Regions from separate parts of the Canis lupus genome. Here region 1 is linked to region 2. A link is a contact called in public Hi-C data. All regions are on one chromosome and are shown on one strand. The core of a region is the stretch at or near the end of the contact, and the rest is flanking DNA. Distances in the headings are between cores, read along the strand shown.

Region 1 (5,503 bases), core at 2,556-5,055, 190 kb after region 2:
ACTGTAAACTGATATCCAAGAACACTCACTGTGGGATTTGGACACAGACTGCGATCTACCTGCTTGCACAATATCTAATTGTTCCTGACTTATTTGGAAAGCTTCTCCTGATACTTGGTAGCAGTTCAGCTTGGTTTCAGTCCCTGGGCCATCCAACAGTTTTTCCCAGGTTCCTTGATGGAGACTGGAGCCATTGGAATTGGGGCGCCCTGAACTCAAACCAACCAGCCATTCTTGCCCAGGTACCTCTGACCCTAAAGGTCATGCCAAGAGCCGGGAGGCTCTGATCATGATTTCAGCACTTCAGCCAAATAATGGCTTTCAGTGTTGTGTTTCCCAAATGCCACAAGGCTCTCTTCCCTCCAGGTTTCACTGATCTACCCTGCTTGTAGAAGACCCCTGGATTGTGTCAACATTCCTCTGGGCCCTCCCTCTGCTTATCAAAGTCCAGACCTCTTGGTGTGGGCTGACGGATGCCTGTGTACTTTTCCAAGGTGGGCTAGTGAGACAAAAGACTGTAGGGGTGGGGGAGGTGAGTTGGAATGAATGTGCGGCTGCTGTAACAGACCAAAATACAATAACTTACACTAAGTTATTTCTCTCTCATATAAAATTTCAGGTGAGTAGTTCAGAGGTGGTACTCCAAAATGGCTTCCTCAGCTCCCGCCATCACATTCCATATCCCTGCCATCAGGAAAAAGGAGAGCACAGGCTTTTGTTTTAAGGGGCTGGCCTTGGGCAGCCTGGGTGGCTCAGCGGTTTAGTGCCGCCTTCAGCCCAGGGCCTGATCCTGGGGCCTGATCCTGGAGACCTGGGATCGAGTCCCACATTGGGCTCCCTGCATGGAGCCTGCTTCTCCCTCTGCCTGTGTCTCTGCCTCTCTCTCCCTGTGTCACTCATGAATGAATGAATAAATAAAAATCTTAAAAAAAATAATAAGGGGCTGGCCTAGAAGAGTACACATATCACTTTTACTTATATTTCATGTTGGCCCAAACGTAATCACATGGACAGTTGTAGTTGCAAGGGAAATTGGGAAATGTAGTCTTTAGCTGAGTTGCCAGTGTGCAGTAAGAGCTTCTATTGCTGTAGAAAAAGAGAACAGATGCTGGGGAGAACAGATAACCACTCCCACAATAACTCTGGGAAGAGTTGCAATCTTGGCAAGTTGTTTGCCCCTCTGTACAATTAGGTAATGGTAATTAATCTGCCCACTTCACTGGCATGTTGGGAGGCTCAAACAAACTACTATCTTTGAGAACCTGGAGTAGGTACATCATCACCTGAAAAGCAGGGTGCTACCTACTGCACTGGGAAACCCCAAGGTGGCTTTTTGTTGTTGCTTTTAAGCTGTGAGCACTTGGTTCTAGCTGTTCAGCTTGGTTTAGGGTGAAAACCACATATCTGAAATTTCCTGGAATTGCGTTTCCACTCACAGAGGAATACTTAGGTATGTCCTAGTCACCTCCACTGGTTAGCCTGCCCTGGCATGGCCACATACTCTTCCCCAGGCTCGTGGGCTCCTATCTTTCTCCTGAGTGACAGTCATGGGCATCCTGCCCCACAGGGTCTTTCTGAGCTCTAATCATGTGTGGCTGATGAAGGCCCAGGAAGTCACTCCTCGCAGAATGGTTTTGGGTGGAGAGCCCAGGAACAGGACTGGCAGGGAGGAAACTGGTGAGCCGCCCCCGGCTTTGCCATTCTGAGTGGTTCTCTCCACCCCATGGGCAACAAACCATAAAAAGCAGTCTTGGCATGTTTTTGCACCCCTCACTGAGCTTGTATGACAGTCTATAATGTGTATTAGTTACGGCAGAATTTGGTCTCTAAGCTCCCTAAGGAAGGAAGGAAGGAAGGAAGGAAGGAAGGAAGGAAGGAAGGATGGGAGGGAGGAAGGAAGGAAGACAGGAAATCTTTTCTCAGCATCTTTTATGTCACAAGCATATAAACAACTTGCCAGCATTTATCCCTCAGCCAACCTCACGGCCTGCAGGTATTATGACTTTCTTCTTGATGGACGAGGACTCAGAGGTTGAACTATCTTGCTAGGGACAACATAGCCATCAAGTAAAAGAATCAATATTTGAACCCAAGACCTATGACACCACATCTGCCTCTTTTTCTATAATGACATAATTATTTTTATTATAGCTGAGTGTGAAAGAGTAGAAATCACCTGGTCAGTCCTTGGATCCTCCTCTGGGCAGTAGCATGATTTCACATCTACTGCAAGGACCCAAAGGAGTTAGAATAACTGGCCTTTTTCACCATTTCATCCCTGACAGTGCACAGCACAGTACCTGACATGTGAAACAGGTCACTAAAGTATTTACTGGACATACTTAAGTTGTTAGATTGATATTTTTAAAAGAATCATAGCTGTATTCCAAGAGTGAAAGGTAAAAGTGCCTTGCAAAGCCTTCATGGGACTAGGGTCTTTACACAGATACAACAAACAAGTGAAATCAAGGAAGGAGGTTTTCTAGACACAACTGTTCATGCCCAGATTCCTGGCAGGCCCTGAGCACGAGTTCACCGATGGCCCTTGTGCCTGGTATCTGAGTTACAGTCTTGAATCGGTGGCAAGAACAGATGACACTTCCGGCAGGCATCCCCCAGAGGAGAGAATTTCCCATGAGGTCTGTGCATGGCAACCATCCACCTCGGATTCTCTGGCATAGTCCAGTTTTGTCTTTTTACAGAAGTTTTAGAAAGGCACATGCTGGTTGGGTAATGAGTCCTGCTCTTGAATTTGGAAAATATGGTTATAGCAGGCACGTGGAAGGTACCTTTTATTGCTTCCTGCTGTAGATCAAAAGTAGAGAGGTTGGATTGCCCAGGACAGCCTGCTTTACCCAGGCCAAGGGAGGGACCTCAGGGCTCATGAGTCATTCTGCTATTCTGTTGAGGTCAGGAGGCCTGGGGCAGCTTCCCCAAGAGAAAATCTACTGAAGCAGGGCTGCATCCCCTTGGGTCCTGGAAAAGCTACGGAAAGTGATAACAGGAAAGGGAAGAAGCAGAGTCAGAAACTGCTCTTTGGATCTCATTGCACAAAGGAAGGAGGTGACCCAAGGCTCCTTGTGACACAGGAAGAAGCACTTTTGGGGAAGTGAGAGCTCTCCCTGCAGATCTCTCAGATTAGAGGCCAACCGTGGGTGGCCCCAGGGTAAGCATGAACTTCTTTTGTGGTTCTGGCTCTTTCCACACCAGGGTGGGGTCACTGCTGGATAAGGGTGCTTCTCACAAGCATTGTCAAACCAAACCAATAGCCTATTTGTTTTCTAGGACCAGTCCATTAAGATCTCCCCTGTCCCCATCCCACCCTTTAGCTCCCAACATGTCTGGTGGCTCCCTGAGGGTTGCGCTTTGTGCTAGGCCTCAGGAGACTTGGGGTCTTATCTGGATTCACCAATCAGCTCTGACACCTCCGGCACATCACTTTTCCCCTCTGAGCCCTGTTTTCCGGACAGTTGAATGAGGAGTAGTGAAGGCTGACAGAGCTATAGTGCTTACCACTCACTCACTCACTTGACTGGTGGCTTCACTCTGACGTGACTCAGCCAGCTGACTCCGCATGAGGAAAGCTCGAAAATGTTAGCTTTCCTCAGTCCAGTACAAACTTTCCAATTCTACACACTCCATTTTTTCATCCATTCATTCACTTAAACATGTATTGAGCACCATTGTATGTCAGCACTGGTAAGTACCACCTAGTGTTTGCTTCTACTTGCTGAGCCCCTCTAATGTGACTTCTGCTGTCTTACCTGCTGTAGATAGATCATCCATCCCATTTAGTCCTTCCCACAGCTCCAGGAGATGACACTTCCCTTTTTAGGCCAAGAATTTAAGCCTCTTGTTCCATACACCGATGATTCTGGGTCAGACCCGGGTCCTGTTTTGATACACCCATTGTGTCACTGCAGAGATGAGTGATATGCAGTCAGTTGGTTCTGATCTGAAGGAGGTTCCAGCCAGCAGCCCTGTGGCAGAAGGACAGCCCTTGACACTAGAACATGTCCTACCAGTTCCAGAAAACCTGGTAACCCTGGAACATGTAGCAGCTCCTTTTCTCTCCATGCTGCCACAGGTTCCCCAGCCCCGGGTCCCACGAGAATGTAAACCGTAGAAACAGCGCCCTCGTGTGTCAGAAAACCAACATACACTTGAACTCGGGAAGGACACATTTTAAACAATCTTAAACTATGCAGCACTTTAGTTTTTACTCCCCCCACCCCCCACCCCTTTCCTTCTATGCCTTTGAAACATGCTGGGGAGAAATGATGACAACTCGCTAAACCTGCAGAATTTCACCCACAGGTGAATGACTAAAGCTAGGATCAGCAAGGAGAGAACAAGGTGACCAATCTTGGAATACTCCCTGTGAATGACTTGATGTCCTGCGAAGGCCTGGAAAATCAAAACTTCTGTTGTTTCAATCTGAGAATGATCCTTACTTCTTTATATGTTCCCTTTCTTCCTTTATACTTGATTTTCCATTTTTTTCTCTTTTTCTCATTTTTTTCTCTATTCATTTGCTTTTCCCCCTTCCCCTCTCTACTCTCCCTAACTACTCTTAGAAGCAGTTATATTTCCTTACAAATCATAGCATTTTTATTTTTCTCTTTCATGTTATTCAAAAATTTTGCCTCTTCCTTTTTGAGTGTGTGTTTTGGTGGAGAGGGTATGCAAAGAGAGAAACCCTGATATAATAGAGAAAATCAGATTTGGATCCAGAAGATCTGGATCTACCCATCCCTCTCTGCTCTTCCCACAGTCGCTTATTGCAAGTAACACAATGTATAGGCTGGGACATAATGATGCAGGCAAGCACACGTTGATAATATTAAAGTAATGCATCCCTGCACATCTAATCAAAATCGGTCACAAGATACTTCATTGTGAAATCTCTCAGAATCCAACACAAAGAGGAGCAAATAATTAGGAATTGTGTTCATCATATTCATTAGGTGAACAAACAATTGTTCTTTGGAAGGACTGTGCTTTCTGATATCAGGACCTGACAAATTGCCCCCATGGGGACTCAGGAGGGGAGGGCTTCAATGGGAGACACTCTCACCAACTGCCCTGCTATAGCTACAGTAACACATTTCCTTAGAACAATGTTCAAAGTAAGGCTGATAGTGTAACTCCAGGATAGAGTTCAGTAAAAATAAAACCAAACAAGGCCAGGGTGGGGTGGAGTGCGGTGGGGTGGGGGGGAGCGGTGGCGGGGGGTTGGGGGGATGCACGACTATATAATCCAAGGAGGCAATTCTCTGTTACTCTGATACACTTCAAGGGTAAAATTAGGAATAGCTACAACAATGAGTGGACTGCTTGTTCTTAGGAAATCTACCACCCATATTATTTCTCCTGACTCAGATTTTGATAAAACTGAACAAGGCAGAATGTGAGTTTGCAATCTCTCAAAAGAATCTGTGTTGTTGATAAAAAGAAGATTGTCATGCTTTTAATAACTGAAAAGGAGAAGAGAATTTAGGAT
Region 2 (5,476 bases), core at 639-3,138:
GAGACCCGAGATCCAGTCCTGCGTCAGGCTCCCTGCATGGACCCTGCTTCTCCCTCTGCCTGTGTCTCTGCCTCTCTCTCTGTGTGTGTCTCTCATGAATAAATAAAATAAAATCTTAAAAAAAAATGTGGTTAGTGTGACTGAGGATCTGAATTTTAAATTCTACTTAATTTCAAATTTAAATGTAAATGGCTGTATGTGGCCACTGACTACCATATGGGACAGTGCAATAACTTCATTAACCTTAACATGCCAAAGCAGAACCACTGAAAGTTGAATCGGGACATTTCTATAGCAAAGAATAATACCAGCGTGGATCAGAGGGGAGGTATTAACATATTAAGAGAAAATGTATCATGCTGGATAGGCTAAACCTCTTATCAATATGTATTTCTCCCAGGTGCCTGGGTAGCTCAGTTGGTTAAGCCTCTGCCTTTGGCTCAGGTCATGATCCCAGGGTCCTGGGATGAAGTCCCACTTCCTGAGATCAACTTCCTGGGATCCAGTCTCACTTTCTGGGATCAAGTTCTGCATCAAGCTCTCTGCTCAGTGGGGAGCCTGCTTCTCCCTCTCCTGCTCTCTAAAGTGTGCTTTTTCTCTCTCAAATAAATAAAATCTTTTTTTTTTTTTTTTAAAGAATGTATTTCTCTATTTTAAGTCCAGGATGCCAAGCTAGTGGCAGACAGCAGATCTGGTGTTAGTCTAAGGTCCAGGTCATTCGCTGGCGGGACTGCTTTCTACTTCCATCCCTCCCTGTCAGAAGCGCAGGGACTGCATTTGCAGTGACTTCAATGCGCAGGGACTGCATTTGCAGTGACTTCAATGCGCGCCTGCTGACCTGGAGGAGGAGGAGGCAGGCAGGTAACCCTGGAAGAATCCTAAGATTGAAAAGCTTGAAATGAATTGAAATAGACAAAATGTACAACAGGAACCCAAATCTTGCACTTTCTCCCATGGTATGTTTTGGAGAGGACGGGGAAGGCGGCCAGTTCTTTCCAGCCAGGTATGAGCTCTCTTCCTGTCCCCCCCCCCCCCCCCGCCCCCCAACCCCGGGAGGGCTTCCTGGTCTCTTGCTCAACCTCACGTAGCCAACATGAAGCCGTTAGCCCAGCCTCCGTCTCCGAGGGCCTGCGTGTCCTGGGGTGTCCCGCGTTAGAGCGATTCATTGCGCCCTCTGCGCGCTCCTGCCCGGGGACTCAGTGCGGGGTGGCCCGCAGACATCCTCTGGGACCAAAATCCAGGAGCAAGCTTTGCCAAAATACTCTTCCCTCTGGCAGAGCAACTGCCTTCGGGAATGGCTTCCACGAACTAGGGGTGGTGGAGGGGAGGTGGGCGGGGGTGGGGGTGCCTGGGTGGCGGGCACTGAGGGGGGCACTTGACGGGATGAGCACTGGGTGTTATTCTGTATGTTGGTAAATTGAACACCAATGAAAAATAAATTTATTAAAAAAAAAAAAAAAAGAATGGCTTCCACGTAGAAAAGGCCGGGCTCTACCCAAATGGGAGCGTCTGGACACGTTATCAACACGCCCTGCGGGTGCCGCGGCTTCTGCTGGGGCCGGCCGGCAAGAGCAAGGGCAGGGTGTTTTGGTTGGGTTTTTTTGATTTTTTTTTTTTTTTTTTTTTTTTTTTTTTGCGCAATGTTCCACATTCCTCTGGGTCTGTTGTACATTTTAAGAGAGTCCCTACAAAATAAGTTAAACATTTATGTTTCTTTTTTATCTCGTTGAAAGAAACTCTGTAATTAAAAAATAACCCTATTCAAAGCCGGAGAAAGAACCAAGAATGGGTCTAGATTCAAAGCTCAGCGTCCTCGGAGTCCGCAGCAGGGCAAGGCAAGCCTCAGGGCTTCGGCCAGCCGCCTTGGCTTTGCCCTGTCGCCCACTCCCTCCGCAGATCTGGGCACGGGGGCAGGGGGGACTCCACGTGTGTCAGCCACCGCGCCGGAGGGCAGGGCTCAGGGCTCGAAAGCAAAACGGGAAGAGTAAACCTGCCAGACTTCCTCTTCCAACGGTCGAGGTAAGAAAGAAAAAAAGAGCCCAGCCCTCCAGCCCTTCCCGGTGCTTGGGAGCCCCCAGGCCGGTCAGGGAAGGGGCGGCTGCGGGACAATCAAACCCAAGCCTGAGCCAAGAAGGGACAATAGTTTCAACATCCTGTTTGCAGAAGGAAACGGAAGCTGGAAGCAGCGGCTCCTCTGGGACCCCGCGGCTTGAAAGGTTTGGGTTTCCTTCCCTGTAAACACAGCCGGGCCCCTGCAGGTGCTAGGGCTCCCGCCTGCCTTCTGTACCCCACTCCCCCATGCTCTGCGGCCAGGCTGCCAGCCCTAAGGCTCTCGGAAGGACGTGATGGGGGAGGCGAGTTTAGCAGCTGCCACTGTCCCCCTCAGATCCCGTTTCCAAGGGGCCAGAGGACTCGTCCCATCCTGCGCTGCCTCCCCGTAGTTGCAGATAATGTATATTTGCCTTTTTTCCTTACCAGTTCATAAGCACAAGTGACAATTACAGTACCACTTGGGAGGGACAAACACAAGACAACTAGAAACAAAAACCCAGGAAGTCAGAAATGGTTTAAAATATGGTGCATCTGTCCAAGAGGAGGCCCACTGGGTGTTAATGGCTCGCAGCCCAGTTCTCTCTCTCTCTCTCTCTTTTTTTTTTTTTTTTAAGATTGTACTTATTTGAGAGAGTGAAGAGGGAGAGAGAGAGCACAGGAGAGGGAGAAGCAGGCTTCCCACTGAGCAGGGAGTCCAAGGCGGTACTCAATTCCAGGACTCTAAGATCATGACATGAGCCAAGGCCAGACACCCAACCGACCGAGCCACCCAGGTGTCTTGGCCTAGTTCTTTCTCTCTGTGCTCACATGGAAGCTTCTCTGACACCATGCTGAGGGGAGAAAGCAATCTGTTGAGTACTATGGTCCTTTTTGTTTCTGAAATAGGCATGACATCGTTATACTAGAGCCATGTTTGGATCCTGATTTGAAGAAACCATTTGTAAAATGCCAGTTTTGAGACCAGGGGAAATTTGAGTATGAAGTAGGCATTAGATAAAATCAAGGAATTATTGTTTACAAACTTTTTAAAAATATTTCTGTTAGGGGCCCCTGGGGGCTCAGTTGGTTGAGCCTAAATCTTAAAAAAAAAAGTTTCTGTTAAATGTGACAAGAGATTATGGTTATGTAAGAAAAATGTACATATTTTTAAAAAGATGCCCATCAAAGAATGTAGGGGTGAACTGACCTGTTTTGGGGTTTGTTTTAAAATGATTCAGAAAAGAGGAAAAAGAAGAAAGGAGTGGATGAAGCTATCACTGAGGACAGATATGTGGAAGTGGATTTTACTATTCTCTTTTGTGCCTGTTTGAAATTCATTCTAAAATATCTTGAATACACAGGAAGATGTGTGTGTGTGGGAACCTATCATAAAAACAGATGGTCAGTTATTTACACCACCTACACCAGCGCTACAAATGCCACCTTCCTCCTCTGCGAGAATGTTCCCTCAGCAGTCACGGGCAGGTAGGAGGAATAAGCCATTGGTTCCTATTTCCAACCTGGTTAGCACTGGAATCACTCAGAAGGATCAGCTTTAAGGGGGTAAGAAAGTATCTGAGGTTTCCTCTTCAATACTGCCAAACCAGCCCACTTGGGGCTGTGGCTGCCCTCAGAGGTAACAAGTATGTATTTGGTTGGCATGTTCCCCATGCAGCTTGGAAGCCAGGGCCCCAGCAGGAGGAAACTCCCCAGTACTCAGTTCCCAATCCAGAGGAACCACAGAAAACCTGTCACTTCCCAGTACTCTGCCTTCGTGTCCTGGGGGAAGTGTCTCTCTTCTTGCCACATCACACATGAGGGATACGGTTCATGTGAGATCCACATACACAGGCGGTCCTGCCAGCCTTAATGTCTCCTCTCCCACTCAAGAAAGCATGAAGTTATGCAAGCCAGGAGCTTGTGCATCCATGATAATTCATAAAATTAATAAAGCACTAGAAAACATCACTGCTTATTAGTAAGACATTATTTCTGACACAGCTCTCAACAGACTGTCATCATAATGTCTTCCAAACCGAGGTTAAGACCCCTGGGCCTCTGTGTCTCTACCATCTATACAACCACCTCCCTCACTTGACCCCCATGTAGCTCTGAAGAACATAGGAAACTTTTTACAGGCATGTAGCACATTTATTTGAATAAGGAAGAAGTTCAATTTATTTCTTTTGGTGAGATAGGCCACAGGGCACGGTGTTTAAGAACAAGGAGTGGGATCAAGTAGCCCCAGACCCAGCCTTGCCTCTCTGGACCTTATTAGCTGAGTGACCTTTGGTGAGTTATATACTCTAAGCATGACACAGTCTTTCTAAAAGTGAGTTTAAGATTAGTACAACTAGGGATCCCTGGGTGGCGCAGCGGTTTGGTGCCTGCCTTTGGCCCAGGGTGTGATCCTGGAGACCTGGGATTGAATCCCACATCGGGCTCCCTGCATGGAGCCCGCTTCTCCCTCTGCCTGTGTCTCTCCCTCTCTCTCTCTCTCTCTCTCTCTCTCTGTGACTATCATGAATAAATAAATAAAATCTCTAAAAAAAATTAAAATAAAATAAAAGATTAGTACAACTAGCCTAAACTCATAATGCTATAGAGTAAGAAATGTAGTGCCTGGCACACAGCAAGGATTGATTAATTGATCGATTGATTTTTTATATTTTAAATTGTTTTAATTGGAGTTCGATTTGCCAACATTTAGTCTAACACCCAGTGCTCATCCCAAGTGCCCCCCTCAGTGCCCGTCACCCAGTCACCCCAACCTCCTGCCCACCTCCCTTTCCACTACCCCTTGTAGGAGACACCTAACTCTTGTTTCCCAGAGTTAGGTGTCTACACAGCAAGGATTTAGTAGCTATTAGCTATTACTGTTAATTCCCCTGTTGCCCCGACTCTGTGGCAGGTCCTTGAAGAGCTTTGTCTTGTTCATTTATTTCCTCATGCTTAGCACACTTGCCTGGCACAGGATAGTTCCCAATATATATGTGGTGAATTAATTACATCCACCATCCAACCAGTCAACACCTGCTGAGCCCCTGCTAAGTACCAGGTACTATTCTGTGTGCTAAAGATGGAGCAGTGAACAAGACAGAAAGGTCTGGTGCTTAACTCCAACAGGGAAAAACAGACAAGCACATGGGTAGAGGGATAGAACAGTTAAACAGAGAAGAACAGAGTGGAATTAAGGGGGCTTGGGAGAGCCAGTGGAGGGGGTGAGGTTGCTCTTTTATATATGGCAGGTCTCTCTCAGAGAGGGACCTCTGAGCAGAGACTTAACAGGTGCCCACTGCGTGCTCTGGGCAGAGGGGATGGCAGGTGCAAAGGGCCTGAAGCCGGCAATGCGTGGTGTTTCTGAAGAATGAGGAGGACAGTGCCACCCGAGTGGGATGAATGAAAACACTTTTATCTCTTTTTCTACTTGGTTAAAAATGAGCAT

Evidence for each region. Hi-C and Micro-C count contacts between places; a contact is called where the count stands out from the background.
Region 1: a contact with region 2 is called in a Hi-C map of blood, with 5 times the contacts expected there. The contact joins the promoter of RCSD1 here to the enhancer-like site in region 2. A contact is called at or near these places in 2 of 9 Hi-C or Micro-C datasets (both in blood).

What each region holds. Positions count from the first base shown.
Region 1 is chr7:30,776,323-30,781,825 of UU_Cfam_GSD_1.0, forward strand. It overlaps RCSD1 (capZ-interacting protein), which reads right to left and starts at 3,806. Exons shown (of 7, transcript XM_038542638.1): 1 at 3,765-3,806. The coding sequence starts at 3,791.
Region 2 is chr7:30,593,198-30,598,673 of UU_Cfam_GSD_1.0, forward strand. No RefSeq gene overlaps it. Among named protein-coding and RNA genes, the nearest start is that of MPZL1, 74 kb to the right of the region's middle. Within about 2 kb of position 1,889, at least 8 of the 20 cell types and tissues checked have an H3K27ac peak or open chromatin away from gene starts, as enhancers often do. A contact at or near this core is called in blood, where this site is marked.